Regions from separate parts of the Mus musculus genome. Here regions 2, 3, 4, 5, 6 and 7 are each linked to region 1. The links are chromatin contacts, called in public HiChIP or PLAC-seq and promoter capture Hi-C maps. All regions are on one chromosome and are shown on one strand. The core of a region is the stretch at or near the end of the contact, and the rest is flanking DNA. Distances in the headings are between cores, read along the strand shown. Region 1 holds the start of Khdc4 (KH domain containing 4, pre-mRNA splicing factor). Region 2 holds the start of Prcc (papillary renal cell carcinoma (translocation-associated)). Region 3 holds the start of Hdgf (heparin binding growth factor). Region 4 holds the start of Cks1b (CDC28 protein kinase 1b). Region 5 holds the start of Gpatch4 (G patch domain containing 4). Region 6 holds the start of Efna3 (ephrin A3). Region 7 holds the start of Efna1 (ephrin A1).

Evidence for each region. Promoter capture Hi-C pulls out the DNA fragments that hold promoters and counts their contacts. HiChIP or PLAC-seq counts read pairs in DNA pulled down with a chosen protein or histone mark.
Region 2: a contact with region 1 is called in a promoter capture Hi-C map of pre-B cells, with 2.2 times the contacts expected there. The contact joins the promoter of Prcc here to the promoter of Khdc4 in region 1. A contact is called at or near these places in 2 of 39 promoter capture datasets (erythroid cells and pre-B cells).
Region 3: a promoter capture Hi-C map of pre-B cells shows a contact between it and region 1, with 4 times the contacts expected there. The contact joins the promoter of Hdgf here to the promoter of Khdc4 in region 1. A contact is called at or near these places in 2 of 39 promoter capture datasets (liver and pre-B cells).
Region 4: a promoter capture Hi-C map of pre-B cells shows a contact between it and region 1, with 2.3 times the contacts expected there. The contact joins the promoter of Cks1b here to the promoter of Khdc4 in region 1. A contact is called at or near these places in 4 of 39 promoter capture datasets (erythroid cells, fetal liver, pre-B cells and 1 more) and 1 of 115 datasets of contacts at active chromatin or transcription factors (pancreatic cancer cells).
Region 5: a FOXA1 HiChIP or PLAC-seq map of pancreatic cancer cells shows a contact between it and region 1. The contact joins the promoter of Gpatch4 here to the promoter of Khdc4 in region 1. A contact is called at or near these places in 1 of 39 promoter capture datasets (liver) and 1 of 115 datasets of contacts at active chromatin or transcription factors (pancreatic cancer cells).
Region 6: a promoter capture Hi-C map of embryonic stem cells shows a contact between it and region 1, with 4 times the contacts expected there. The contact joins the promoter of Efna3 here to the promoter of Khdc4 in region 1. A contact is called at or near these places in 4 of 39 promoter capture datasets (the SN4741 cell line, cranial neural crest, embryonic stem cells and 1 more), 1 of 484 Hi-C or Micro-C datasets (embryonic stem cells) and 2 of 115 datasets of contacts at active chromatin or transcription factors (pancreatic cancer cells and pro-B cells).
Region 7: a contact with region 1 is called in a FOXA1 HiChIP or PLAC-seq map of pancreatic cancer cells. The contact joins the promoter of Efna1 here to the promoter of Khdc4 in region 1. A contact is called at or near these places in 11 of 39 promoter capture datasets (the 3T3-L1 cell line, 3T3-L1-derived adipocytes, cranial neural crest and 7 more) and 2 of 115 datasets of contacts at active chromatin or transcription factors (bone marrow-derived macrophages and pancreatic cancer cells).

The regions. Positions count from the first base shown.
Region 1 is chr3:88,683,879-88,688,146 of GRCm38.p6, reverse strand. Khdc4 (KH domain containing 4, pre-mRNA splicing factor) reads right to left here and starts at 2,360. Exons shown (of 14, transcript NM_028814.4): 1 at 2,260-2,360; 2 at 1,581-1,803. The coding sequence starts at 2,297.
Region 2 is chr3:87,883,238-87,887,505 of GRCm38.p6, reverse strand. Prcc (papillary renal cell carcinoma (translocation-associated)) reads left to right here and starts at 1,944. Exons shown (of 7, transcript NM_033573.2): 1 at 1,944-2,631. The coding sequence starts at 2,164.
Region 3 is chr3:87,903,747-87,908,014 of GRCm38.p6, reverse strand. It overlaps Hdgf (heparin binding growth factor), which reads right to left and starts at 1,694. Exons shown (of 6, transcript NM_008231.4): 1 at 1,301-1,694. The coding sequence starts at 1,387.
Region 4 is chr3:89,416,046-89,420,313 of GRCm38.p6, reverse strand. Cks1b (CDC28 protein kinase 1b) reads left to right here and starts at 2,023. Exons shown (of 3, transcript NM_016904.1): 1 at 2,023-2,159; 2 at 3,913-4,040. The coding sequence starts at 2,101. It also overlaps a transcript of Shc1 not described here.
Region 5 is chr3:88,040,709-88,044,976 of GRCm38.p6, reverse strand. Gpatch4 (G patch domain containing 4) reads right to left here and starts at 1,871. Exons shown (of 8, transcript NM_001110809.2): 1 at 1,798-1,871.
Region 6 is chr3:89,321,063-89,325,330 of GRCm38.p6, reverse strand. Efna3 (ephrin A3) reads left to right here and starts at 2,392. Exons shown (of 5, transcript NM_010108.2): 1 at 2,392-2,625. The coding sequence starts at 2,498.
Region 7 is chr3:89,277,144-89,281,411 of GRCm38.p6, reverse strand. It overlaps Efna1 (ephrin A1), which reads left to right and starts at 1,767. Exons shown (of 5, transcript NM_010107.4): 1 at 1,767-1,961. The coding sequence starts at 1,870.

The DNA of each region.
Region 1 (4,268 bases), core at 1,111-3,610:
AGTAAAATTGTAAAAAGAAGACAACAACCCATACACCTCATTCAAGCACTAGGAGGCTGTATTTATGCAACTTTTTCTTTTTTTAAAGGTTTATTTATTTTATGTGAATACACTGTACCTGTCTTCAGACACACCAGAAGAGGGTGTCAGATCTCATTACAGATGGCTGTGAGCCACCATGTGGTTGCTGGGATTTGAACTCAGGACCTCTGGAAGAGCAGTCAGAGCCATCTCTCTAGCACCTCAACTTTTTACAAACTTAACATTTTGTTACACTTTATGGCAAAGCAAAGCTTCAGTTTAAAGATTTAATTACACTGTAAATAGATGAAAATAACCAAATAATACTCTCAACTTGTCTGAGATCAAAACACAACTTATTTCTCCACTTTTAGCTCATATTTCATTGTGTTTAGTCATTAAAATATATATTTTAGATCTAATGAGAGATAACTTTTTTTGCTGCTTTTTTTTCATCTCCTTTTTGGAGACAGGGAGAAATTCACTTGCCTCTGCCTCCTGAACACTGGAATTAAAGGCATGTCCCACCACTGCCCAGCTACAAGACATATTTTTTTAAAAAATATTTTGGCTCTTGAGTGATCACCACACAAGCATGAGGATGTGAGTTTTAATTTCCAAAAAGCACGCATCAGGCATGTCATATCAATGCCCCAACAGCATGATGGAAGACAGTGATGAGGAATCCCTGGCCTAATATAAACACAGCGGCAAACAGAGACCCGGACTCGGGACTCAAACAAGGTGGAAGGTGAAGACTGATACCAAGGCTATCCTCCGACCTCCCACATTCACCACGGCTATGTCATTTCCTGATGACAAACACTGTGTGTGTCATACCAACACACTCACTGAGGGTCAACAAGATGCTCAGAGCATAAAGGTACTTACTGCCAAGCAAGATGACCTTAGTTCAATCCCTCACATTGCCAAGCCCCAAATCCTATGACACTTGAGAGACATACATACAAATGAGTATTTTTAAAACACTGACTTGATATACCAGAACTTCATGGATCAAAAACATATTGCCTCAAATATCCATAAAAAAAAACTGAGTTTAAGTTTCTAAGCACAAAAACTAGTCCATAAAAGTAACAAGACCAGCCAGGTGGTGGCTGCGCATGTCCTTATCCTACGTAGATGGCAGAGACGGATATCTCCCCATTAGTTCGAGGCTAAACCACGGTTCCAGGACAGCCAAGACTACGTGGACTTGTCTCGAAAAACAAAACAAGGGAACTACATCAATTAAAACTGCCTGACTTCAGGATGCAATGATGGGGCACAGCACTTGGGGGGTCAGAGGCAAGAGGCATCTCTGCAAGCAGGCCAGCCTGGTCTAAATATACAGAGTCTCTGCCTGAAACAAAAAAACCAAAGCCCATTCATTGCCTTGCAGGAACAATTTAACAAGGTATCATCTAAATACTCCCAAACGTGATCTTCACTCTAACCGGTTTCATCTTCATTAACCCCAATGACCAAGCAACTGAAAGGTGAAGAAAGGGGAGGAAAAAGAAAATCCCGAAGCGCAGAGCGTCTAGCGCTCGCAATACCTTCTCGGCCGCATTCTGAGATGGTTTCAGCTTCCCTTTGGCCATGAGCATAGCATTGATCTTGGCAGCCACGGCAGCGGCGGCATCCAAGGCTCCTGAAGGAGCGGCGGCGGTGGTGGCGCCCCCGGGGCTCGCCCCGCTGCCAGCGACTTCTCCACCTGGGGCCGTTGGCGGCAGGAAGAGAAGCGGAGCTGGCGCTGGCTGATCCCATTTGCTGCGGCGCCTACAGGTAGGAAAAGGGAAATCCTGAGGCCCACGGCCTTCCTTTGTGTAGTCTCCCCCTTCGTACACTCCATCCCGCGTCGCCTGCCATGGTCCCGAGACGTGCCCGAGATTCCTATCTAAAGCTCAGTCCCACTCCCCTTATTCCGATCCCCTTACGAAACATTTCCTTTCCAGTCACTTCCATCCGGAGACTCGGCTCGGCCGGGAACGCTCTGCGTTCGCCTTCTCCTTGGCTCGTCCTTCTAAAAGGCTCCGAGTTCCCTCCCTTCCCTCTCGCACCGCGGCCGGCCTCTTTCCGGGCGCCCGAGGCCAGCTCAACATTCTCTCCAGAACCCCGGCCTCGGCATCCGGACGCGTCCTACTAGACGGCCCGTCCGGCCCACACGCAGCCTCGCCGGTCTCCCTGCCCCGGGCCCGTGCTCGCTGCCCCCAGCCTGGCCCGCGAAGCCCTTACCCGCCAGCGGCAGGATGTGTCGCGCTCCCTGCGGACATGGCGGCCTGCTCCAGTCAACCACCCGCCAACTACCCACCACCGCCCTCCCGCCACTTCCGCCCAACGCGCTGACGCACGGCCTTTTCCGGCCGTGAGGTAAGGCGGGTCCGGTGAGGACTCTTGATTCCGATTGGACCCTCGGTGATTTAAAGCGTCTGGCGTCTCAGTGACAGGAGTGCCTGCCTGTCGACTCTCCGGCTTGCTCTCTTGCCCTTAATAAAAATGGTTGTTGGGCCTGGTTTAAAAGCGAGTTGCGGGCTAGGAGAATCCATTTTTATTGTGGGCAAGCGAGTTGCCTGGAAGACAAGTCAGAAAATGAAGCCGACTTTCTCCGCGTTCTCTTTGCTCACGTGGAGTCCCAGCCTGTAGCGGAGGAGAACCCTGCCGGCGACTTCAGCGCACTTCTCGATTCAGCTTATGAAAAAAGGAAATGATTCTTTCCAAAGTCATTTGCACAACTTCCTTTTCTTTCTTTCTCTTTTTGTTTTGTTTTGGGTCCCCCACCCACCCACCCTTAGGGATAGGAAGCTCCAGTCAGCCCGCTGCATGGGGGGGGGGGGGCTGTTCTGGTGGCCATGAGCAAAAACATTGGTTTTGGCAAACTCGTAAGCACTTGGACAACTTGTTATAAAACAAGTAAAGTTGGAGAAAAACTGCTCAGCGAGGTGGAGCTTTTAAAAAAAACGAAGCCAGGGACTGAGAGATAGCCCTGCAGACGAAGGTGCTAGTAGACAAACAACGATGTAAGTTAGATCCCTGGAGCACACAAGGAAAGTTGCTCTCTGATCTAAGAACTGTCATAATGGAGATTAAAAATCAAAAGTTATGAAATCCCCTTCTCTGAGGGCTGTGTGTTTACACTTGACTGCCTCTTCAATATACTGAAAAGCTTTGAATTCTAAGGAGTTTTGGGTGAATCTGAAAAACAGATCCTTAACGTTTATGCAAGTATTCTTCCAACAGAAAGCAAACAAACCCAGAATGCTAGCTTATAGAAATACTTACATTCCGACATAATTCATAGAATAAAATTCACTTGGGGCTGGTGAGATGGCTCAGTGGGTAAGAGCACCCGACTGCTCTTCCGAAGGTCCAGAGTTCAAATCCCAGCAACCACATGGTGGCTCATAACCATCCGTAACAAGATCTGGCGCCCTCTTCTGGAGTGTCTGAAGACAGCTACAGTGTACTTACATATAATAATAAATAAATCTTTAAAAAAAAAAAAATTCACTTAAAAGCTAAATAATAGAGAGTTTGGGCACATAATAAATAAATATACATTTGTGGTAGGGATGAAGACACTGCTCTGTGGTGTCAACCACACTAGTGTGAGAGGTGCTCCCTTGATCTTTTAGGGCTAGACTCCAAAGAGTCTTTGGCTTTTTTGACTTGGGAAAGAATTGCAGGACGAACCAGTGTGGAGCAGAGTTAAGTCCAAAGTTCAGTTGCCAACACCACACAAAGTAAATAAGTCTTGAGGAAACAGACTTGCCTGAAGAACACCAGGCTTGAATAGTTGAGTCATGTGCTCGACTAAAATCAGCATGGCAAAGCAACTTTGATTCTACATTCTTTCTTTCCTTCCTTTGCCTCTCTCTCTCCTCTCCTCCCCTCTTCCTCCTCCCCCTCCTCTTTTCTTCTCTCTCTCCTCCCCTCTTTCTCTTCCTCCTCCTCCTCCTCTTCTCCCTCTCTGTCTCTCTGTCTTTCTCTCTCTCTCTAAGAGGTCTTGCTGATACTATGTGAAAGGACGTGAACCTACAACCACCACTGTAAACCTAAGTATCTTTTATTCACCTGATATACTTGTCATCTCTGAGACATACTGCCTCGATCTGCTAACCTAGGCCTGGTCCTGAAAACTTTTAGCCTCTGTACAATCTTATCTAGGCCTAGCATGATTTCAGCCTCTGAGACTTACTGTTGAATAAGTGTTCCCTTTCTAGTTCTTTCTGAACTCTGGCTACCTG
Region 2 (4,268 bases), core at 695-3,194, 800 kb after region 1:
TTGTTTTTTCGAGACAGGGTTTTTCTGTATAGCCCTGGCTGTCCTGGAACTCACTTTGTAGACCAGGCTGGCCTTGAACTCAGAAATATGCCTGCCTCTGCCTCCCAAGTGCTGGGATTAAAGGCATGTACCACCACGCCTGGCAATATATATTTTTTTCAAGACAGGGTTTCTCTGTGTAGCCCTGGCTGTCCTGGAGCTCACTCTGTAGACCAGGCTGGCTTTGAACTCAGAAATCTGCCTGCCTCTGCCTCCTAAGTGCCCAAGTGCTGGGATTAAAGGCGTGCGCCACCACTGTTGGGCTATAAATAAATCTTAATTTTTTTTGGGGGGGGGACAGGTATCAGTGGGGTGTCAAATTCTGAATCATGTACATACGTGCATGCTAGCTAAGCACTGTAATGTTGAGCTGCCTAAACTCAGTATAGTTTAAACACAGGTGTATACAAGTTATTCTGGGAGATTTAAGCAGATGTCTAGAGAAGGTGGTATAAGTTTGTGTATGAAGCCAAATGTTCAGACACATGGCGAGGAGGCTGGTGAGGAAGAGCCACATCCTTTCACAGTCTTTACAATCCTCATCCTTCGCTCAAAGCACCCTTTCCACGTTCTTTAGCCTCCTCCCTGCCAAACTCTAGCAGCTCTTTCGTTGTTGGCTGACCTCAAAGGTTTTCTGCTCTTAGGAGCAGGGAGGTACCCACAGAGAGATGGGTTCATGTATAAAGGACATGGCAAGTAGAGGGCCCTCAGTTAGAGGGTGACAGAAGTGATCCAGAATCACAGGGAGCCAGGGAAGAGCAGTTGCACAGCACGTCATCATAGACGGGCAGTATGTGAAAAAGCCTGCAGTAAAAGTGGGTGGATATGAGGGCCATACGCAAAGGCCGAGAAGACAGCACATCCAGCCAAGAAATGAATGCCAAAGACACATGCACTGTAGGGTGGGCACAGGTGATCAACCCCTAAGAACTTGGAAGTGTACCGGGCCATAGTCTGTCCTTTTACTGAGGTAAAGTGATTAATCTCCAATTCTCCAATACCTTGCCCTAGTTTCCCGTGCTTCTCACTAGTTGCTGAGGAAGGAGCCCAAGTCCCCACACTCATGGGGATAGCGTTCATGGGAGGTGTGTACTGTTACTAGATGTATACTGGTGTATTCATTGGTTAAGAGCACTGACTCTTTTTTTTTTTTTTTTTTTTTTTTTTTTTTTTTTTTTTCTGTGAGACAGAGACAGGATTTTCTGTGTCACCTTGGCTGTCCTGGACCTCACTTCATAGTCTAGGCTGGCCTCGAACTCACAGATCTCCGCCCGCGTCTGACTTCCTAGTGCTGGGATTCAAGGTGCATGACACCACCCTTGCCATGCTCTCAGATGCCTGCGGCCTCGTTTTCTTTCTGGCTTCGCAATCTTAATTTTATAACGTACCCTAGAGCTTTGTCTTTTCTTGGGGTGCTTTGTTCTAACACCCAGGTCGACTCGGAAGCATCACTGTTTTATTTACAGGTAACTTTCCCTTTAAGCTATTTACTTTCCCAGACTTCATCACTTTCCCGACAACACTTGCAGTTTCTAAGGGTACCACAGCTCCCATAATCCTTAGCTGCTCTGAGGAACTTCAAGTACCGAAATGCTCTAAATGCTTACGTGCTACCGCGCTGATCCATGGGGCTTGTAGTAACATAGGACTTGAAAGGACACACAACAACAAACAAACAAACAAACTACGAATCCCAGGAATCACTGCATCAGAGGAAGCTTTCGCTCAGTCTTTCTGCGCACCCTTTACGCCACCTTTAGACTGCAATTCCCGCCATGCTTTGCACTGAGTTCCCGGAGGTAGAGAATGGGGTTGTTGCTAAAGTCTTCTCTGGGAATTGTAGTTCTTAAGTCTGTGAGGTGAGTAGTAGGCGGAGTGACTCGGCGGCCATTAGGTGTGTGTAGTTGCTTGGTGCTAGGAGCTTAAGTGTAGCGGGAATTCTTACTCGGTGGAAATCAACCCTAGCCATGGGTTCCTGCCGGGGATAGTTCTAGAGCACGGAGCAGGAGGCGCTTTTCGGTTCCCCGCCTTGCCCGCTGGTAGGGCCTACTAGGCCGCCGGGACATCCCGGGTCTCAAGTAGGCCTAGTCTGCCAGCAAGGGCGTCCCAAAGGCGGGAGGCGCCATGTCTCTGGTTGCTTATGCCAGCAGCGACGATAGTGAGCCGGATGAGCCGGAGCCGGAGCCGGAGCCGGAGGAAGAGGATGTGGCGGCTCCTATGCCAGGGCCCACTTTAGGAGGCCTGTTCGCTTCTCTTCCTGCACCCAAAGGCCCGGCCTTGCTGCCCCCGCCCCCCCAGATGCTGGCCCCAGCCTTCCCCCCGCCGCTCCTGCTGCCCCCGCCCACCGGAGACCCCAGACTGCAGCCGCCTCCGCCGCTGCCCTTTGGCCTGGGCGGCTTCCCGCCACCTGCAGGAGTGAGCCCTGCTGAAGCTGCGGGAGTTGGAGAGGGGCTGGGGCTGCCATCGCCTCAAGGCCCTGGGCTCAGTCTGCCCCCAGCTGTGGGCGGTGTCGGACCCCCCTTGGGCCTTCCCAAGCCAAAGAAGAGAACCGAACCGGTTAGGATAGCGGCGCCGGAGCTGCAGAAGGGCGATGTGAGTATGGAGGGGGGGGGCACCTCAAGTCCCATTGGGCTGGAGTTTAGGGGTAGGAGGGACTTGTAACCATAATGGAGCTCGACAAACGCATCCGTTGACTCCGAGCCGCTGGAATCCTCTTAGAAGGCGGTTAAATTCACCTGAACTTGCCTGCTTTGGGGAGTTAGGGTATTGGCCATGAGGCATTCTGGAACCTGGGACTTCCTTGCAGAAAGGGATGCGTGGTATCCTTGGTACTGACAGGCTTAAGGCGCATGCATGGAGACAATTCTTTCCCTTTCAGCATCTTTATCTCAGTTGGCTTCTCTTCCCATATTGAGGGCAGGTTAAAAGTGGCGCCTGAAGTGACAGCTGGTGGGACTAAAGTGCTCCTGTTGAACATCCAGGACCAGCCTTATCCTTTGCCCCATCTCTAAAATAAGAAGGCTGGAAGGAGGTAAAGGACATGAGTGGAGTTAGAGAAGAGATGGAATGTTTACTTATTTTGACATGGTTCTAGTATTGTAACCCAGGCTTTTCTTGAATCACTGTGTAGCTCAGCTTGGGCTTCAACTTGTGATCCTCTTGTCTCAGAGTCCAAGTGCTGGATTAAAAAGTGTATTACACTATCCCTGGTATAAGAAATTGAGTATTGCCTCTCCCTCACCCCCACACACAATGGGAGTTGGACTTGTAGCCTCCCTCACACATAGTAGGTAAATGCTCTTCCACTGAGCTACAAAACCCAGCCCTGTTTCCATTGTTTATTTTGAGGAATGGTTTTTCTAGATTGTCTAGACTGACTTGAATTTTAGATTGTTCTGCTTCAGTCTCCCCTGTAGCTGGGATTACAACCTATAGAAGCAGGATTTGGTAGTCCAGGCTGGCTTCAACTTTAGTAGCTAAGATTGTCCTTAAACTCCAGATTCTCCTCCATCTCCTTCCTGAGTGCTGGGATTACAGCTGAACACCACCATGCCTGCTTTATGCAGCTTACATTCATGTCTAGGGCTTTGTGCATGCTAGGCAAGCATCCTTATCAACTGGGCCATATCCTCAGCCCTAACATACTATTTACAGATATGAAAATGGAGTCCAGCATGTAGTCTTACTGGAGATTGACAACTGGATCTGTTTAAATCTGTTTCACCATCTAGATACTGTCCAGGCTAGATGAGCATTAGAGTATAGTTTCTAAAAGAGGCAGCTAAGATTACAGTGTTTTCTTGTTTGTTTGTGTGTTTGTTTGTTTGATGGTCTCTATGTAGTCCTAGATGCCCCCCTATAACTTGCTCTGTAGACCTGGCCTTGAACTCAGATCCTCTTGCTCCTGCCTCTTGGGTTCTGGGATTAAAGACTTGTGCCATCATTCCTGACTTATGTTGTTTTCAGATGTTTAAGCAGGAAAAGATAAGGCCTCTTCCATGAGGACTTCCATGATAAAGGAGGCAGCCTGTGACAGTTCTTTGCTTTCTATCTTTTAGTAAATGAATTGGTCCACCCTGGGTTCCTTTTGCTAACTCTGCTTTTCTTTAGTTTTTCCAAGCTACCAAGGGCCATCTTTATCTTTTGTAGGTAAAGTTCTTTAACTCAGTTTCCCCCCCAGTAGCTGTCTTGGTCTTTTCATCACGCTCTGTCAAGTCTTGGCTTGGAAG
Region 3 (4,268 bases), core at 445-2,944, 780 kb after region 1:
TCTCTCTCTCTGCACTGCACTCCCAGGCCAGACCCAGGCCTTACTTGACCCATTTTAAAGTTTCAGTGAGCAAGGCTCAGGCAAGTAGGATTGAACACACTCCTTGGGATGGAGGGAGAGAGAGAGAATATGGAGGGCCACTTGAGTTTTCTCAAAGATCAAGGTGTCCTGACACCCTGAATAGGAACGAAGACAGCATGGAGCCTCAGAGTCGTACTGAGCCAGATGAACAGTCAGCCATACTGTAAAATTCACAAGGCAATCCTGCCTGAGACCCCTCCCTCCAGGCCTTTCTGCCCGAGGATTTCTTTTACACAAGTTCCACACCCTAAGGGGCTGAGTCATGCCCTCACTCGGTATCAAGGGCCCCCTCTACAATCGTTTTGAAAAATTCCCAGAAGCAACCCTCCCCCCAACACACACACACACACACACACACACACACACCTTTTCCTGGGAGGGAAGGTGATAAACACAGCAGGCTTTCTGCCCCACCCTCCCACCTGGCCAGGTGCTGGAATGGGGAAGGCCCTACTCTTGGCGGGTTCAAACAACCACATGGCTGACACCGGCCTCCCTGACTGGAGACGCTCACTAATGGGAAGCCGAGGAAACTCCAGCGTCCCACAATCCCCCACACCGCGCTAAGGTCGTCTGTACTGGATTTCCCAAAGCACACGGGGGCCCTGCTGCCTCCAGTTCCAAGTCTGAGCTGGAGGCATATGGAGGGATGTTCTTGTAGAGCTGGGGGCTAAATCGGTTATGGCAGAGTCACCAGGCCAGGCAAGACCATTTTTAAGTAAGTCGTCCCCAAACATTTCACGACCCTCCCAACTTCAGAGTTCCTACCAAAATGCTCCAAGAAAGTTTGTGAGTCGCCAACTCTACATCCACCTAACCCTCTGTGAACTGAGACCCCTCGCACCCGTTCGTCCAGCCAGAGAAACCTGAACTGGAGGCAACTATCAATGGAGACTCAGGGCTCAAGCGGGGCTCCGAGAAGGGGTTGGGATTCGCGGCGAAAGAAGCGACACACCATCGGGCCGCTCCCCCCCCCCCCCCCGCCACCGTGAGCCCGAAGCCTCGGCCGCTGTGACGGAGGGGTGAGGGCGAACTGAGCACGCGGCGCTGCCCGCCAGGTGCCGGCCGCGATCGCCTCCGTTATGTAAGCGGTGGTGGGCTCCCGCCAGCCAGAACAGGCCTGGCACCCCTGCCCCTACGCCCGCTCCGCGCTCGGCGGCCGTGCCCTCCCGAGCGTTATGCAACCCGCAGCAGGGCCCGCGACGGCCGCGCCACTCACCCGGGCCGGCCAGTGTGGGTATCCTTTCATCTTCGCAAACACCAGGTCTCCGCACTTGTACTCTTTCTGCCGGTTGGATCGCGACATGGCGGGGCCGCGGGCGCCCCGGGCTCCGCGCCGAGCCGGGAAGCGCGAGCCCAAGTTTGCGCGTGCGGCGGTTGCGGCGCCGCTGCGCTCCGGCCCTCGCGCGGCCCCCGCCTCGATGCCGGCCCCCGACGCGAGCTCCGGGGCAGCCACGGCGTCTGCGCCCGCGCGCCGCTCGGACAGGGCCGGGCGCGGTGGGCAACACACGGCTCCGGGAGCGCTAGCTCGTGTGGTTGTTTGTGTTTGAAATTCAATTGCTCCCTCCTCGGCGCGAGCGAGGCCGCTTCCTCCACCCCCCGCGGCCCACTCCTCCCCTCGCGCTCCCGCCCGCGGCGGTTCGATGCGCGCAGCCAATCGACGCCTACAGCCTGCCCCGGCCTCACACCCAACCTGGAGGCCGCCAGGCGGGGCTCAGAGGCACAGGCTTGAAGAGCCGAGTGCCGAGCGCGCCGAGCGGGCTTTGTGTGCGGGCGGGTGGTGGGTGCCAGCCCAAAAGGAGCTGGCGCCCGCTGGACAGGCTGCACGTGCCCCTCCCCGGGCTCCTCTGAATGCCCTGGCCAGGCGGGGCCTACTGTGGCCTGCCTTGCGCTCTGTCCCCCCTACCACGTGCCATGTCCCAACCCACGTATTTGCTCTGCGCCTCTGACTTCTAACTAGTTAGACCGCCAAGGCAAGAGGTGTACCCCACACACTCCACGTGCTTCTGTTGGTGGCGGTATAAGAGTTCGAGTCCTACCATTTCAGTCTACTCTAAATTAACAGCTGTATCTGGACTATCACCAATTACCCTCACTAGAATAAGGAGGTCCTAAACGATAAAGACAGTTGGATACCACTAAATCTAGTTTGGAGATATATAGTATTAATTTGAAGACTGTATTTGGCCTGGGTTATATTCTAAGGAATGATGTGCGCAAAACTTGATCTCAGATCTCAAACCAAACAAGATTTTGTTGTAATTACATCTCTGTGCAATGGGTTTTTTGTTGTTTATATCTAATTGTTTTATATCTTATTTTTATTGAGACAGTCTTTTTTTTTTATTTTTTTTTATTTTTCAAGACAGGGTTTCTCTGTGCAGTCCTGGCTGTCCTGGAACTCACTCTGACTGACCTCAAACTCAGAAATCCGCCTGCCTCTGCCTCCCAAGTGCTGGGATTACAGAAGTGTGCCACCACTGCCGGGGGAGACAGTCTTAGTATGTAGCCCTGGCTGGCTGGCCTGCATACTCTCTTTTTAAAGAGATTTGAAGGTTTCTGGTTTTTGTTTGTTTGTTTTTGGTTTTTCAAGGCAGGGTTTCTCTGTGTAGCCCTGGCTGTCCTGAAACTCATGTAGACCAGGCTGGCCTCAAACTCAGAGATCCACTTGCCTCTCCCTCTTAAACGGGTGCACCACCACTGCCCAGCAGATTTGAAGGTTTTTTTTAATATTTATTTATTCATTTATTATTTGTAAGACACTGTAGCTGTCTTCAGACACTCCAGAAGAGGGCCTCAGATTTCATTAGGGATGGTTGTGAGCCACCATGTATGAGTTCAAATGGTCCACAAACAGCTGGGATTTGAACTCAGGACCATTGGAAGAGCAGTAGGCACTCTTAACCACTGAGCCATCTCACCAGCTCAGATTTGAAGTTTTTATTTGTGTTTGTGAATGCATGCTACATGTGTGGTGTGCAGAAGAGAGTGTCAGATCCCCTGAGGCTGGAGTCGCAGGTCATTGTGAGCCCATTCACATGGGTTCAGGGAACTGAACTTGAGTCTCCTGGAAGAGCAGCAACTGACCACCTCTTCAACCCTAATCACAAATTCTTTAAAAAGTTTAATGATGCCTGGCGTGGTGGCACACGCCTTTAACCCCAGCACTCAGGAGGCAGAGGCAGGCAGATTTCTGAGTTCAAGGCCAGCCTGGTCTACAAAGTGAGTTCCAGGACAGCCAGGGCTATACAGAGAAACCCTGTCTCGAAAAACCAAAAAAAAAAAAAAAAAAAAGTTTAATGAGTTTTTTTTTGTGTCCTATAAGTATGAAATTTTACATGTTTTTAAACTCAAATCATGCACATTCCAATTTAATTAAAACTGAGGGTCCTACCCTCTTCTCCACTTGGCTAAAAGGTATCAGTAAGACTTCTAAGTTATTATTACTTTAGTGTAGAATAGAGTTTATTTAGGGCATGGGGAGGGGAGTTGAGGGGGTAGTAGAGACAGAGAAAGGCAGAGTGGGTAGAGGAGTAGCCATGAATACGGAGGAGGGGTGGCGGGGGGGGGGGGGCAGAGAGGAAGAGCAAGAGCAACTTCTAAATTCTTGATGGGGCTGAGAATGGAACTCGGGTGATAGAGCAGGAAAGAGGCCTTAGATTTGATCCTCAGCTTCTCTCTCTCTCTCTCTCTCTCTCTCTCTCTCTCACACACACACACACACACACACACACAAAGAAAGTTTTCTGCTGGCAGCAGCCCTCCCGGCCCCTCCCTCAATGGCCCATGCAGACAGCACGCCACAAGCAGGTTCCTTTTGTTGCCATAAACCTTCCTGGCTTTGGCTGCAATTTAATATCCAGTCCTTACCTCCGCTCCCCCAGCTGCCCTGAGCCAAGCCAAGCACCTCAGAGGCTCAGTTACAGCATGAGCAGAAGCCTAGACCCTTGGGGAGTCAGGCTTCCCTTTGTTCTTTGCGACTGGGAATTCATAGAGAGCAGATTTTGTCAGGTTTGGGGGTGTATGCATTTCTAACAAGCTGTTAGACAGAGCAGCACCTGCAAACCGCCACCTTTGGAGCAGTAAGGCCTTAAGAAAGGGCAACTGACCTTATGATTTCTCTAGCATTCAGTTAAGACCTCATCTATAAATAAATAAACCTGTGACAAAGACCATCACAGGTATGT
Region 4 (4,268 bases), core at 774-3,273, 730 kb before region 1:
AGATAGGGTTTGTCTATGTAACAACACTGACTGCCCTGGAACTTGCTTTGTAGACCAGGCTGACCAGGATGGCCTGGAACTTACAGAGAACCAATCACCGGGGTTTGCCTCCACTTGCCTAACCGCTGCTGTGGCTGCGGAGGTTGCTCAAAGTGTCTACCTTCAGACCTCTTCAGCAGCACTTAAAGCAGTTTAAATACCACCCTTCATTCTCTCCCCTGTGCTTAGTCCCCATCCCAGGAAAGCTGTTACTGAATACCACATCTCTTCCTGAAAAGAAATTCTGTCATTCTGTTTGCTAAGACCTCAGCTCTTACACTCCCAATCACACAAACACACCATGGTGTCATCTTGAGAGATGGCTCTTCCTGGGAGCTTTCATATCGGAAGGCCAGGGATGAGCAAGAGGTGCCCGCATTTGGAAGAAAAAGTCAACACGAGCCTTTAAGTTTGCTTAGAGATTGCCTCCTGCACCCAAGGCTAGGTAGTAAGGGCAGGAGAAAAGCCGCGTTAAACACCTCGGCACAGCAGGGAGGAAGCTGGAGGGGCAGGAAATAGCAGGAAATGGCGAAAGCCTCAGGAATGTTTCCAGCAGGGAAGGTTAGGCAAGTGGGGCCAGGATGAATGCCAAACTAGAATATCTGGATAGGGGGAGGGGTCTTGTAAAAACAGCGGAAAGGACGAGAACCTCTACTCCTGTCTCCAAAACAGTTTTTCTTTTGACAGCAGGAAAACTTTGACTCCCGTTAGGCTCACACAAACCAATGCTTAGTCCAATCCAGGCATGGGAAGGTGCCATCTATGGCTGTCTTTGGGATGGGGTCTCAAAGGAGTCAAGAGTCTCCTTTCCTTCATCCACTCTCCAGCTGTAAACGAAATTCAGTCCCTTCGACTTAATTCACTCTCGAAGGTTACGGGGGTGGGCGAAGAGGGGAGAGGGGCGACGCTGCTAATAAGCTCACTCCTTACAACCACAAATTTCAACCCCCCACCTTATGGAGCACCAGAGCTCAGGAGAATTAAGCCCAAAGCTTAAAACAAGGAGAGGGATATAGAAGCGGATGAAACGTCAGGCATTTAAGACCTGGGTTTTGCGGCACTGACCCAAGCCCAAGAGGAAGGAGAATCCTGAGGGGACAAGGTCCCTAAACAGGGAGTACGGCACATTCCCAGGATCGGACGTGGACAGTGGAAGGGGCGGGTCCCAAAGGGGCGGGGTCCCAAAGAGGCGTCACTTCTACAAAGTCACATCGGTCTTTCAAAAGCACGGTTTTCCCTCTTTTGGAAGCCAGGCAATGGATAGACTGGGTTCAACCGAGAATCCTGAAGAGGCAGACTCAGAGAGAGAACAAGGAAGACTAATCATATGGTGCTGGGAAACACGTCTGGGGGTGCGATTCCCAGGAAAGTAAGACCACAGGGTGTGGTCGCGATCATAAGAGACAAGTCGGGGTTCAGGGAGCCCCTTGAAGTAGGAAGGTGGGACTTCCGGAGAGGGGTCTCGGGGGCGGGACTTATACAGCAAGACCGGAAGTAGGGTCCTGGGAGAGGGGTTCCGGGGTGGAAGAGGAGTTGGTCGCCACAGAAAGAAAGTCTAGACTTACCAGGGTCTCATGGAGTCTCCGCACCGCACCGCGGGCCGATCTGGTTCCGGATCACGCAACTGTCTGCTTAAGTCACCGCCCCAACTTTCACCCCAGCCTGGGCCTCCCCAGACAAACTTTATTACACTCACTTCCGGCCTCACTAACCCCTGACCCCCTACCTCGCTGTCCCTCCTTTACCCGTCTGCTTTCCAAAGTTGGCCAATGGCTGCGCCAGCAGGCTCAAGGGGCGCAGTGAGAGCCAATGAGAATCCTAGTTTGACCCAGCTCATTCTTCAGAAACCTGAGCACAGCACTCCATTTACGACTTGAAGAGACGCCAAAGCAAGCCAATCGAGGACTTCAAAATGGAGCTGTCCCGCCTTCGGCCGCAGAGACCAATAGGAAGTGCGGGCGGTGTGTTTGAAAGCGAGGCCAAAGAGGGTGGGAGCGCGTGCTGCTGGGAGTTGTCTGGAGGCCTGCGGCGCGGGGCTGAGCGCCCTCGGACAGAGCAATCATGTCCCACAAACAAATCTACTATTCGGACAAATACGACGACGAGGAGTTCGAATACCGGTTAGTGCCGGCGCGGGGACTACAGACAAAAGAGAGCACGCGAGGAGTTAGTTACCTAGGCCGGAGTGGGAGGCGGGGGATGGGGGCGGGGGACAGTGTAGAACGGGCGCGTGCGCAAGGAATTACCGGGGAGTGGGGTGGGGGTGGGATTGGGTACAGCAGCAAAGCACATGCGCAAAAGGTGGACGGAGGATGTAAAACAATGAAAGGGAACTTAGAGTTGGCCGGCTGTTAAATTGAAGCGTCTTGTAGCTCTGATCAGTTTTACCTCTGGGAATTCACATCACTAAAGCAACTTTGTTGTGGCGATTTCCCTAATAGGAACTGCTCGCGTTACTGAAATCTCAAAGTCTGCTGGGAGAAAGAAGGTAGCCCGTGCAGAACTGAAAGTTTCATGCTCTTGATGAAAGGACGGTTCTAAGAGAGCCTCAGTGTTGGTGGTTTTTAGTTTATAAAAAAGATGAGTAGTTGTCAGCCTTGTTTTAGATAGGCTTTTACAGGACTTGGAGTGGCATGAAGACTGTGGCCGTGGGTAGATACCTTTCAAATACTTGATCATTCATGGCGCGCATAGAGGTTTCAAGTGTTTTCTGTTAAGGTGCAAGATAAGCTGGTACGGTAGCTCACATCTTTAATCTCAGCATTCTGGAAGCTGAGGCTGCAGGATTGTCATAGGGTCCAGCCCAGATCACACTACAGATGGAACCTTGTCTCAAGTGTAAAGTACTCAGCTGTTTTCCACGTCTGTAACAATGTTACACTTACAGCATTTGCATGGCTGGAGAAATGAGTGGCTTCATCTCTGGGAAGCTGTAACTCCAGCTTAGCCTTGGCATTTTTGTTTAAAGGAGGGGTTTGTTTGGGTTTCTTTTTTTTTTTTCTTTTTTTTCTTTTTTTTCTTTTTTTTTTTTTTTTTTTGGTTCTGTGTATCGAAGTCACAGTTAGAATGGAAGCTCTTTTCTGACATTTGGACAACAATGGGGTGGGGCTCTTGTTATTATCACAAAGGAAGAAGCATTTAGTACATCTTCACTGAGCATGATAAAGTAAATCTACTTGGGGTAGCCTGAGTCAAGTCAGGTAATTTTTTGCCATAAACTTATGTTTGGGAAAGCTTGGGATTTTCCAAGTATCATAGCACATCCCTTAGAAGTATGAACATTTGCATGTTTGTCTTCATACCTGTTCCGTAAAAGGCCTTTCCACACAGTCCTAGAGTAGGTAACCAGCTAGAGGCCTGTGAGGCCTGTGATCAAAGGAGAAACAAATATCGTCAGTATCTCATACCCAGGAGTCACACATCAAATTGCTCATTTGTGGTTTTAATAACTCTTATGAAAGTGGTGAAAACCCATGGTGTTTTTATTTTGGTTTTGCTTTCTTTCTTGTTTTTGTTTGTTGTTGTTTCGTTGTGGTTGTGGTTGTTTGGTTTTGTGTTTTTGAGACAGGGTTCATCTGCTGCTGTGGTTGTCCTGGAACTTGCCCTGTAGACCAGGCTGGCCTCAACTGAGACCCACCTGCCTCTGCCTCCTGAGTGCGGGGATTAAAGGAGTGCCCACACTGGGCTAGTTACTTATTTTCACAGATTCTCTGTAGCGCAGGATAGCCTGAAACTCCCGGTCATGCTGCCATATCCCCGAGTGCCAGAATCATGGCACGTGTGCCACACTCCGCTCTCAGTATGTAGGTCAGTGTCTGGCAGACTGACAGCTCTGACACAGTCCTCACTCACATCCCCATGTTTCTGTTACAGGCATGTCATGTTGCCCAAGGACATAGCCAAGCTGGTCCCGAAAACCCATCTGATGTCTGAATCTGAATGGAGGAACCTCGGCGTTCAGCAGAGTCAGGGATGGGTCCACTATATGATCCATGAACCAGGTCAGTGAAATGTAGGGAGATTACAGAGCAGAGCAGTAGAGGGAGGAGGGCGTCAGTCATTGGAGGGGACTCTTTTTAAAGCCACATATATCCTGGTGATGGCCCCTGCAAATCACTGGATCTGTTCCAGATAAGCAAAGACAGTTAATTCTATTGTAACACTTCTGTGCGTGGCAGAAAGGGCAGGCTCTCGGGCTGTGTGCACCTGCATGCTGTGAAGAGTCCGTA
Region 5 (4,268 bases), core at 622-3,121, 640 kb after region 1:
CACAAATGCCTGGCTCCCTCTATTTCTCATGACTGCATAGACTGTGTAGTTTCCCAGGTACCACACCAGTGATAACGATGCTTTGTTAAGGGACTATGCTCTTGTGTACTCTGGTGTCTAGGAATACTCTTCAATTCTGCATAGCTAAATGCCCCAAAGCTCACAAAACCTTATAAAATGGAGGCAGGGTGTTAGCAATCGTGACAGTCGAGTTTAGGAAGAATCACATGTCTATCCACCTTTCCATTAGGAAGGATGATTGCATGAAGCCCAAATGAAACGGAACTGTGAATACAGCAACACAAAAACGGGGTAAAGAAGTGGTCTTCTTGACCAAAGTGTGGACACTTAACCCCTTCCTAGAAATGGGAACAAAACACCCATGGAAGGAGCTACAGAGACAAAATTTGGAGCTGTGACAAAAAGATGAACCATCTAGTGATTGCCATATGCAGGGATCCATCCCATAATCAGCTTCCAAACGCTGACACCATTGCACACACTAGCAAAATTTTGCTGAAAGGACCCAGATATAGCTCTCTCTTGTGAGACTATGCCGGGGCCTAGCAAACACAGAAGTGGATGCTCACAGTCAGCTATTGGATGGATCACACGGCCCCCAATGCAGGAGCTAGAGATATTACCCAAGGAGCTAAAGGGATCTGCAACCCTATAGGTGGAACAACAATATGAACTAAGCAGTACTCCGGAGCTCTTGTCTCTAGCTGCATATGCATCAAAAGATGGCCTAGTCGGCCATCACTGGAAAGAGAGGCCCATTGGACTTGCCAACTTTAGATGTCCCAGTACAGGGGAACGCCAGGGCCAAAAAGGGGGAGTGGGTGGGTAGGGAATTGGGGGGGGTGGATATGGGGGACCTTTGGGATAGCATTGAAAATGTAAACGAGGAAAATACCTAATTAAAAAAAAATTAAAAAAAAAAAAGAAGTGGTCTTCTTGGATTTTTTTTGTTTTTGAGGGCTTACTAATTAGCCTGGCTAGCCTGGGTTACACTGGCCTGCCTCTCTCCCAGGTGCTACCTTGCTTCTTGAAATGGAAACAGAAGTAAAATTTAGATGCTGAGGTCACCATGCAAATACCACTTATTATAAATACCAAATTATTTCTGACTATTTTAACAGTAAGAATAATCATACCCCACACTTGTAGTGCATTGACTCACCACGAACCTGCTATTAACTGCTTCACATGGATTGTCTCATTGATGCCTGCCAACATCTTATAAGAAGGTATTACTTAGCCTTAATTTACAAAGAAGAAATCGAACACTGCTAATTCGAACACCAAACAACTGGCAAGTAGTGGATCCAGGATTGGTAGTGAAGCATTTCATGAGCAACTCACTGCTTTGTACCTTTACAGCTTCTTTCTTCTGCTGTAAGCCTTCCCCACATTCTATTTCTCATCACAGTAATTCAAAACCACACTTCCCGGAAGGCGGAGGCAAGCTTTATTTCCCAGCCCTTGAGAATCGTTCAGCGTTTCTGGACTGAAATGAGTGACACAGTAGGAATCGTTTTTTAACGCACTTGCAATGGGCCGGCGTGGGCAGACGCAGCCTGATCTGCGAAGGCTGCAAGTACACTGAGACGCGGTCTCCTTTCCAGCCAGTTTCCAGGGATGTCCAGAGCCACCCGTTTGCAGCAGCCTAGAGGACCAGCCGCCGCCTTTTCCTCCGGTTATAAATCCAAGCCCCGCAGCCACAGAGTCAGCAGGGTGGAACTACTCTCCGATCTTCGCCCTTGCTCCCGCCCCTGGGGAAAGCAAGCTCCTTACCGTCAGTGTACAGTCCTCTCCGTGGAAGCACGTGTGACACCCGACTTGGGTGCAGCCATCTTCCCGGAAGTGAACTTTGGCCCTTCTAGGATGCAGAAACCATAGAGACGTCCTGACAGTAGCCACTCCCCTGGATGTTTGCCACGGAAACTGAGTTCCAGGCTGGGTGCTAGTTTCCTTCCTGCAGTTGTTGGAAGCCAATGCGCCGCCCTAACCTCTGTTTCGGGTCCCCCACCCCCACCCCCACCCCCGACCCTATCCTGAGCTTTCCGGAGTTAGTGCCTCCCTTGAGGCAAGGACACTCAGGCTCTGCGTAGCGGGATCAGCACTGGTTGCACACTACCTTGTCCCTTTCGTACTGGGAACACAAGAACACTTAAGACTCGACCCTTAACTTGGAGGAGCATGTAGACTTGCTCCAAGAAGAGGAGACGAAAAGGGGTCCAGGGCACCGGAGCTGCAAGTACACCATTCCCACCAGCAGTTGTAGGCTTCTGCGGCCGGCCGGCCGCCCAAAAACAAGGGAAAAGAGCGTTTCATATTGCCTCCCCATATGGGAATAGCCATTTGCTTGTTATCTAGAACGCAATTACGGCAAAGGATATAATAAAGAAAATACACTGAGGGCAGAAGAGATAGCTAACCCATTAAGAGTGTTTCAGATTGAGTTCCCAGCACCCATATGGATTCCAGAGGATCCAACACCTTCTAACTTCTGAACTGCAGATGCATACATGCAGGCAACGCACACACACATATAAAATTACATCCTTAACAATTAATTAAAAAGAAAAGAAATTACAGTGGGGGATCTTCAAGAGCATCCAAGTCTAGTTACCAGTATCCATGTTGGGTGGTGACACATGCCTTTAATCCCAGCACTCGGGAGGCAGAGGCAGACGGATTTCTGAGTTCGAGGCCAGCCTGGTCTACAAAGTGAGTTCCAGGACAGCCACGGCTATACAGAGAAACCCTGTCTCGAAAAACAAAACAAAACAAAAACAACAACAAAAAAAGATGCACAGTATCCATGTTGGGTATTCACAGGTACCTGTAAACTCCAACTCCTGGGGACCCATGGCCTCTGCTGGTATCTATAAACATATACACAGGCCCACTCACAGAAACACATAATTAAAAATGAATCTTTAAAAAAGCAAAACAGAACAAAACAAAACAAAACCCATGATAGCAGAAACAGAGATGCAATGGGTGAATTCTGAAAATCATCCTACTACCCTGACCATGTCAAGAGAACGGGAGTCTTTTGTAACAAAAGAGTTATCTGGTCACATCTGTGTATCATTTGTGTGAGGCCCATATTAGGATAGTGTCTTAATTGTTGTGAAGGAACAACATGACCAAGGCAACTCTTCTAAGGAAAAAAAATTTAATTGGGGCTGGATTACAATTTCAGAGGTTCAGTTCATTATCATCGTGGTGGGAGGCATGGCAGCCTGCAGGCAGACATGGTGCTGGAGGAGCTGAGAGTTCTACATCTTAATCCAAAGGCAGGAGACAGGGACTGCCTTCTGCAGGCAGCCAGGAGGAGACTGGAATTCCACATTGAGCAGAGCTTAATCATGGGAGACACACACATCCTCTGCCAAGGCCACATCAATTCTAACAAGGCCACACCTCCTAATATTGCCATTCATTTTGGGCCAAACATTCAAACACATGATTCTATGGGGGCCAAACCTATTCAAATTCAAATCACCACAGGCAAATAGGAGCATCTCACTATCCTGCTAACCAATACATTTTTATAGCACCTCCTATAGTAGTTTGAGTACAAATGTCGCTAGGCTCTTATGTTTAAATTCTTGGTCCCCAGGTGGTGGAACTGTTGGGAAAGATTAGGAGGCATGGCCTTGATGGAGGAGCAGTGTCACTTTGAGGTTTCAAAATCCAATGTCATTCCCAATACTTTTCTCTCTGTCTTGTGCCTGTGGATCAGACATGAGCTCTCAGCTACTACTCCAGTGCTGTGTCTGCCTGTTTGCTTCTGTGCTCTTTCACGGTGGTCATGAACTCTAATCCAAAAAGGAATAGACAAGGCCAGCATGTCCTTAGATCCAGCTCTAGGTGTTTGCAGAGGGTATCACAGATGCTTGGTGTGTGTTATGGTGTGCATGTGTGCATGCCTGTGTTCATAGCACGTGGAAGGTGAAACCAGGAGAATCAGGAGTTTAAAGTCATACTTAGCTCTTCAGCAATTTCAAGGCCAGTCTGGTTACATGAAAACCGGTCTTAAGGGCAGAGCCAAGCCCATGCTCATGGATCACAGGTCATGTGGAGCCCAGTTGTTAAAGAATCGATCCTTCTGCCTTTATCCTTGCTGTTTTGCCTCTCTATTGGTTTCCTTGTTGCTTTATGAACAAAAGAGTTTTGCTACATAGTCCTGGCTAGCCTAGAACTTACTTTGTAAATCATGTTAGCCTTGAATTTGTAGCAATCTTTTGCCTCTA
Region 6 (4,268 bases), core at 1,143-3,642, 640 kb before region 1:
AGAGGATCAGATCCCACAGACACAGGCCCCACAGAGTGTTCAAAGTCGGATTTTGGCCAGAGAAAAAAAAGATGGTCTTAAACCCAGGGTTAAACAAAGAGGGTCCCAGGAAAACAAGGGAAACAGTTCAAGGAAAACAGCCCCCCTTTAAAAAACTATTTATAATTATGTGTGGACCCCCCTTGTGTGTGTGTGTGTGTGTGTGTGTGTGTGAGTGAGTACAGGTACCTTTTGAAGGTGTAAGATCCACCAGAGCTAGAGTTACAGACAGTTGTGAACCATCTGGTGTGGGTCATGGGAAATGAACTTGGGTCCTCTTAGAAGAATAGAAAATGTTCTTAACCTGTGAGCCGCCTCTCCCGCTATGAAGCTCTATGGATGACTATTGGTCAGAGAGGGTGGAGTACAACATTCTAAAGAGAAATTTCTGGGCTCTAGAGAATGGGGCCCAAATCACACAAATCTTTAAATTAAAGCCAGGTTTTATTATTTGTGTATTTTTCCAGTTATGGGGATTGAACCTAGGCTCTCATACAAATGCCCTACCAATAAGTACATTCCCAGTTTGGAGCCCAGATTCTAGAAACAGAAATCTTAAGTTTTCAAAAAAAAAAAAAAAAAAAAGTTCTGGACCAGTCCAGCACCCTGCACTCGTATGCTTGTGGGCAGGCTACCCGGTGACGCTGCCTTACAGAGAGACGCTTACTTCTTTGAAGCAAAGGTATGGCACAGAGGGGCTGAGGCTGGGGCTGGGGCTGGGGCTGGGGCTGGGGCTGGGGCTGGAACTCCCAGGAGTAGGCAGTTAGCATTATTTGGGTGAAGCAAATCTCTTTGGGAATGAAGAGAGCTGTTTGCAAAGTCCCTCACTCCCATCTCAAAGGGCCTCATTTATTTTCTGGCTCCCAAGAAGAGAGAGAAGGTATCTCCCAGGAGTGGAGAGGTATCCCAGGAGGACAGCACCCACTCTTGCCTAGCAGCAGGGAGGCATGGTACCTACTGTGCATGCGGTGCCCTTCCCCCAAGGCAGGCGTGTGGTCAGGGCCTTGTACTGCCAAAGGTAACTGACTGAGGTGCTGCTATCTTTCCTACCTCTTGAAACACAACAAAACAGCAATGTGCCTGCCTCCCTGGGCACAGGTGCTGTGGGTTCTAAGAACCCAGTAAGGCCCGGTTCTGCTTTGTCTTTCAGTCTGGGCTTCTGGGAAAGAGACAAGATAAGGGGTGAATGCCTAGTAGATCTGTATTCTGGATCCCTCACAAAGAGGGTCAATCACATGGGAGAAGAGTGTGTCTGTATACGTCAGTGTCTCTGTCTAGGGGCCTATGTTTACACCAATTTCTACTCTATAGGCACCTTGTGTGCCTAGATTGGACTGTATGTCAAGTGTCCATTGCTCCTGTTTCTGGATATGGACACCTTTATTTTTTTTCTCTCCCATCGCTGTGTGCATGTCATCTTTGTGCCTGTATGTCCCTAAGAAGACAACTGCTGTGGCAAGTGCTGGAATATAAGGTGCCCTCTGTCCTTAGAGAAAGCATCTATGGAAGCAGGAATGAGCGTGCCTAAGGACATCACTGAGGGAATCGGAGGCAGTGAGGGGACCTCTGTGGGCTTTCCAAGAAGACTGCTCCATTCCTGCCTGGCTCCAACTCGCCTTGGCAACTCACCACCACCAAATACCTTTGCCCTGGATTACCATAGAAGGCTTAGGCTTTTTTTTTTTTTTTTGAGACGGGGCGGGGGGTGGGGGTGGGGGGACACGGTCTCGCTGCGTAGCCCTGCCTGGCCTGGTACTTGTTACACAGACCAATGTAGGTGCCCTCGAACTCACAGAGATCTGCCAGGCTCTGCTTCTAGAGTGTCAGGATTAAGGAAGTATAGCTACTGTGCCCAGCCCCCAGAAGGTGACACTCTGGGCTGAGGTGTTCTGGTTTGGCTTCAGGTGAGGGCCTTCAGGCAGCCAGCTGTTAGCTCTTGGTACCACCTGAAGGCTTCCCCATCTTGTGTCCATTTAACTCCTTGCACACATGGAAAGGGGTGGAGGAAGTAGAGGTCCGATATGGGTCTACTCTTGCTTATTCCAGACGTAGATCTTCGCTCAACGCCCCCACACTCTATGGAGAAAGGTGTGGACCTACACCAGATGTATGTCCAGGTCTTGGCTTCCAAATCCTTCTGTGAACTCCAAGCTTGGGGGACCTAAAGACGCAAACCTCTGCAGCAAATCACCTAGGAGAGAGGAGAGGCGCGTTGTTCCTAAAGGGGCTACACAGTATGGGTCGCCCACGCGCGGCGCGCTCTGGGCTCAAGTGGGGCGGAGCCCCGCGTGAGCGCGCCAGGGGCGGGGCTTCGGGGGCGCGCCCAGAAGGGCGGAGGGAAGGATTGTGGGCGTGACTAAGATTGGGGGCTGGCAGCGGCGGCAGCAGGGAGCTGGGAAGCTGAGAAGCCGGGAGTGCGGGGCTCAGTCGGGGGGCGGCGGCGGCGGCGGCTCCGGGGATGGCGGCGGCTCCGCTGCTGCTGCTGCTGCTGCTCGTGCCCGTGCCGCTGCTGCCGCTGCTGGCCCAGGGGCCTGGGGGCGCACTGGGAAACCGGCATGCGGTATACTGGAACAGCTCCAATCAGCAGTGAGTCGGGGACCCGGAGAACCCGTGCGTCCCGCGTCAGTGATGGGGGAGCTGGTGGGCCCGAGAAGTCCTAGGGGAACCTGGCAGCAGTCCTGGGAGACAGGCTTGGTACCGAGAGGCGAGGGAGAGGGGACGCACTATGTGGGCGTCTGTGAAACTCGGGGGTGTCTGAGAGAAGCTGTTGGGGCATAGTAAAGAGCGCTCTGGCCGTGCGGAGGAGGCTGTTGGGGGTCCCTAACCCCATCTTGGTTTCTCTCCACACTCGCCAATGGAATAGTGTTCTCTGTCCCGTAGTCTCCCCCACCATCCACGCTCCTTTTGGCTAGGTTGAAGTCTGTGAGTACCGGTGTGCTAGGGATAGGCCGCTGCGTTTGGGAGCTGAAGGATGACCTGTTTTCAGCCTGTAATGTTGATGGGGTTCTGCTTAAGACTCTTGGTTTTAAAAGTGGGGTTCGGCATTAAGGCAGGAACTCCGATTCTCCACCTCCTCAGGACGAAGGGTAAGGGGTTGCTCTGGTTGTGTGAATAAGCCCTGCTGGGGTGAGCCGGGCCAGGGTCGCGAAGTTGGGGGGCCCTAGGAACGCAGGGTACTGGTGAGAAGGAAGAAGGCAGAGATGTCGGCATGTCACACACACACACACACACACACACGCACACACACACACACACACACGCACTGAAGCTAGGGACGGCGTATGGCACTGAGTGTGAACGGGCGTGCGCGGCTGTCAGTGTGCGTGTGTCTGTGTGTGATTTGTGTGTCTGCGTCGGCGACCGTCTAGGGGTGGGAGCGGGCGGCGGATCGGGGAGGGGGCTGCGGTCGGTGTCCGCGTGGCCAGTCTTGTCTGGGCTGGGGTGGCTCTTGGCGCCGCCGCGGTCTGGGCGGGTGTCAGGGCGGCCGTGTGGTTTCCTCCGGTGTGTGGCGCGGCGGCTCGGTGCCGGCTGCCGGACCGGGCCATCATTCTGCACAGTCCTTGCTGCCCTTGTCTTCTCCCTGCCGAGCTGTCGTGTGTATCACTCTGGCCACCTCAGTGTATTGGTAGGGGGATCCCTGGGGACACGGGGATCACTGTCACACCTGCCCGGGCGGTGGCGGCAGCTTTGCTTCTGACTCTCCGCCCTGGGGGCCGACTAGGGAACAAATGGTGAGACCCCAGGGGAGGGGACCTGAAGGGCCTCGACCACGACCCCCAACCTTCCGGGGGAGGGGCTCCTGCTTGCTGCTCTGCTCTTTGTTGTTTGGGGCTCTGCGCCTCCCCCTCTTTCTCCTCGCGCCCAGAGTGTCAGACTGGGGGTGGGGATGAGCTAATGACGCCCCCCTTTCGCTTCCCATGGAAACCTCGGGGGTGGGGTTGCAGCCCCTCCCCCCCGGAGCGGGACTCCATCCTCCCCGGGGGGCCCCGAGGGCTGACTCCCCTGCTGTATCTATCTTGCTCATCCCCCCCTTAAGATTTACACGTCCGACCCCCGCCCCGCTACAGTCTGGCACGAGCAGAGAGCTCGCAGGCGAGAGACCCTGGGTTCCCCGCCACCCTTGGGGAACCCCACTGCTGGTAGCTTGCCAGAGCCTAGGGGGTGTGGAAATAGCCTTGGGGGGAGCGTTGATCAGGTTCACCTCCCCCGCATACACCTGGGCGCAGGTG
Region 7 (4,268 bases), core at 518-3,017, 590 kb before region 1:
AACTTCGAACCCGGAAGGAGGGACGAGCCGCACGCATGGGACTCAGGCACGTCGCCTAGGGCAGGTTGCGCACCGGTGGCGTATGCTTGAGTAAAGACGGACCCTGACCCTAGTGCGGGGTTACGGGGCGCGGCACCTAGTTGGAGCTCAGTAAATATTTATGGTGAGAGCGACAAGCAGGGCCCACCTCCTAGGAGGGAAGGAGGAAAGCCAGAGCCCTCCTCAATTCCTGGCTCCTCCCCTGCAGGCTCAGCACCGAGCTGGCCACGGCGTCCTGGCCCGATGTAATTACAGGGTCTGCCGCCAAGCCTGGCCGTAAAAAACCGGGATGAAACGGCCTGGAAGCCTCGGAAGCTGGGCCGGACCCTGCAAAGAGCCCCGGGTCCGCGCCTTGCCCTGATGCGCAGCCGCAAAGAAGAGAGACCAGGGACAGAAACCCCCGCCCATCACACCCTGCAACGCACACGGGCTCACCGCCACACACGCAAACTACCAAGCACTCAGCTTTTGACTTTACGGCTCCAAGAATGCACTCGAGCCTAATCAAACACCTGCCCGCCAGCTCCATCTCAGGCGCAGACGCCGCCAACCCCTCTCCAGACAGCTGCTGATTCGAGAGGTGAATTCCTGCAGGGTTGTTTACATGGAGAGGGGGAGGGGTTCTGAGCCTGGTACTGAGAGCCCACCGACTGGAAGACCCAAGTCAGACTCAGTCAAACACAGCCGCCCAAACTACCCCCCACTCCAATCCACCCCCGCTGCACGCCCAAACACGTTTCTCCTCTTCTTCACACACTGTTCACAAACATTAGCATATGTATGTCAGGCGTTTCACACGCTTCCACACACAAGTGTCTTTACACCTACCCGCCATCACACGCATTTACACACGCCATATGTACATGTGTCAGGTCGGTTAGTTTGTCACTCTTCATGACCATATTCCCACATTCCATCTGCAAGCGCGCATTCGCTCAAGACACACGTGAAATGTATAAACAGGTCATTAGCGTACGTTGGCGCTATTGAAAATATTAGGAACATCCCCCCCTACAGCCCCTGAGCCCAACTATGAGTTCTCGCATAAAGTACTGATGGACTGAGTAGCCCTTAGCCCTGGCCGCACACGTTACACGCTCGATCACACACAACGTCGCACTTTATTCCCGGCATCTAAGCGATGACACAATCTCTTGAACAAAGACAACATTGACAAACCCAACAAAAACAAACAGCCGCGTCTGTGTGGGGAGGGGCAGCCAAGCCAGAGTCAAGGCATGGGGGAGTGTTGCTGGGGGGGCGGGGGGAGGAGGGGGTCACGAGAGAGTGTGAGAAGGCGAGTGCGCGGGCCTGGGTGTGAATCTCAGGAAAGGTGTGGTTATATCCCCCCACCTCACACCCTGACAAGATTGGCGCCCCGCGCTGCAAAGCCAAGTCCTGAAGCCACTGGTTCCCAGACCCACACGTATAAGTTCTTCCATTTTTCCAGCTTGCTATGGCTTTCAGTCCCACAAAGCCAACAGAGCCTCACATAGACACCCCCACCCCCACACCCGTAAGTGAGCACACACAGCTATGGGAGGATCTGTGCAGACCCCGGAGCGCTCTCCGTCGCTGAGATATGGGAGTCCTTCCTCCCAGAGTCTTTTTCCCTTCCTCCACCTCCAACGTAGCCATCAAGCCCTGGGGCAGCGCGCGTCGGGCGGGGCGAGGGCGGGGCTGGTGTTGGCGGCGCCAGCCCAAAAGGCGGAGTCGAGCAGCGAAGAGGCCAGATTTGTGATCGTGGTGCCTACTGTACCGTGGAGAAGCCTGTGGGAACCTTACACTGCAGAGCTCTCGTCCTGGCCTGGCTCGGCCCGGCCCCGCGCTATGGAGTTCCTTTGGGCCCCTCTCTTGGGTCTGTGCTGCAGTCTGGCCGCTGCTGACCGCCACATCGTCTTCTGGAACAGTTCAAATCCCAAGTAAGCCCTGAGACTCCCTGGCAGCCTGGGTGCCGGGTTGGCAATGGCCTTTCGCAGGGTAACTGTCCCTGCCAACCCCTGGCCTGCGCCTAGGAGAGGTGGCCAGGGATGGGTTGGACTCTATAGCTCCCCACCTCCGTCTGTATCTCCCCTTACTACCTGGCAACAGCCGACCAGGGCAGAAACCTGCTCATGCCTGCTCGCACAGGCGCTGGCTGTTTCAGCCCTCTCTTTCTGCCCTCTGGCATCTCATCACTCTAAAGTAAGGCTCTCCTGCTGGGCACTCCTGCCTTGAGAATTGGAACGTTGGCCCTGGCCTCCGGGGCTCTCTAAGTCCCCCCATGAAACTTCTGTGCACTCTCATTTTTGTGTGCCACTTGGGCGTTTGTATACTAACAGGCACCTATGGACGTCAAGAGTAAGCACAGCGCTCAGGGAGCCTTGGAAAGAACCTCCGTAGGAATCTAGGTTTTGGGCATTAGATATTCATTCTGTGTTTAAGATGACCCTGAAGAGTGCCTCCAAGGTTGGGGGGGGCATAAATTAGGCACATGCTGTGTATGGGTCGACCGAGGGAGTGGCTGAGGTGGTCACACTAAGGGACTGGTAAGAGGAGTGTCGCTGGGAAGCTTGGGGAGGAGCAGAGTGGGGCTTCACAGGGCTACAAAGGCTGTAACAGGAAGGAGGTAATTTCTCCGGAGCAGGTTTTAGGGCTATGAAGCAAATGGTATTGAGAGGAAGACACTGTCGGGCCCTTTGTTCTTGCCCTTGAGTTTCTTCAAGTTATGAGAAGAGTGTTAGGGCCAAACCTAAGAGGGGGATATGGTGGAACAAGAAGAGGTGAGAAGTCGAGGCCACAGAATGCCACTAAACCCCTCCCTCCCAGATCCAGTGAGCCTGCCTCCCCTTCCCCTGAGAGAGATGCTGGGCCAGTTTCCTCTGGCACTGCCTATTGAGGGTCTGTTGTCTAGGGCATGTCGGAGGGCAAGATAGAGCCAGCTGCCACCCTAAAGGCACTGTCTTCCTGGCCCTGGAGTGCTGCTGCGCCCCACCAGCCCTTGCGCCTGCCCTTGCGCCTGCCCCTTGCCTTCCTGACCTAGTCCTGCCCTAGTAGTGGGAAAGAGCAAAGTCCCTGTTTATGCCCATGCCAGGTGTCGGCTGAAGGAGGAGGAGGGGACGGGAAGTCATGAGTAGGGAGGGGGGAACCCTGGCCTTTTCCGTTCCCAAGCTCCCAGGTTTCCTCTCTTTCAGGAAGGAGCCTCTTCCTTGCCCCCCTCCCTGTCTACTCCACCACTAATAGAGCCCCCTTTTCCAAATGGAGACTTAAGTGTCACAGGCAGGTTAAGTGTAGGAGATAGTACGCTAAGTATAGCTTCAGCCCTGGCCCTCTGGACACACACATAACCCTGTCTTATTTACAGCCACAGGAAAGCCAGTCTAGAGTGGAGGTCATGGGCGGTCTAGCCAGGCCCAGCTTGGGGGAAGAGATGAGGTGGCAATGAACAGGGCGGGTGTAGGGTTGCATAGGTGACTCAGGGTAGTGGGCATTAATCCTGGGCTCACCAGGCTCCAGGCAAAGGCAGTGGCAGAGAAAGGTGCCACTGTGAGCTAGGCCCTGGTCCTGGAGAGACAGATACTCAGCTATCAGATTTCTCTGCCGCTTTTGCCCGGAGGCCAACACTGGGGCAAACCAGTCCTGGGCTGCCCTGGGGTCCTGGGGGCTGCTCACTTTTGACGAGGTAAAATTTCACAGGCTCTCAAGAGCGCCTGGGCGGGTAGCGAGGTGGATGAGGCACGAGTGAGTCAGTGCCCATCACGGGAATAGGGGAAAGACGCCAGGCCCAGAGCTGAAATACCTGTTCTGAAATGGCTTCTATGTTTATCTCTCCAGAGAGGAATTTTAAAAGCCTCCCTCTGCTTCTCTCTCTCTACCCCCCCCCCGTGGGGGAGGGGCCCAGAAAGTCTCATTTTAGAGGCTGCAAGCAGTTGCAAGGCCAGGCCTCTAAGGGGTCATGATGACTGGGTAGTGGGTGGCCACCGTGGAACCCCACCATCACCATGGGCACCACCCATGCCAAGGACTCGGGTTGAAAGCAAGTTGGCAGGCAGCTCTGCTGAGCCTCTCCCTGGCAGAGCTTGGGGGAATTCAGAGAAGCTGCCTGGCTTTCAGTGGGAGGGGGGAAGCACTTTCCTGCTGCTGAGACCCTACCCAGGCTGGAGCCAGGTGTCTGGAGCTCAGTGGGAGGGGCCGGTGGGCAGTCAGGCTGGAGCCTGCAGGGCTTGGGGGGACCAACGGGGGAGAGGAAC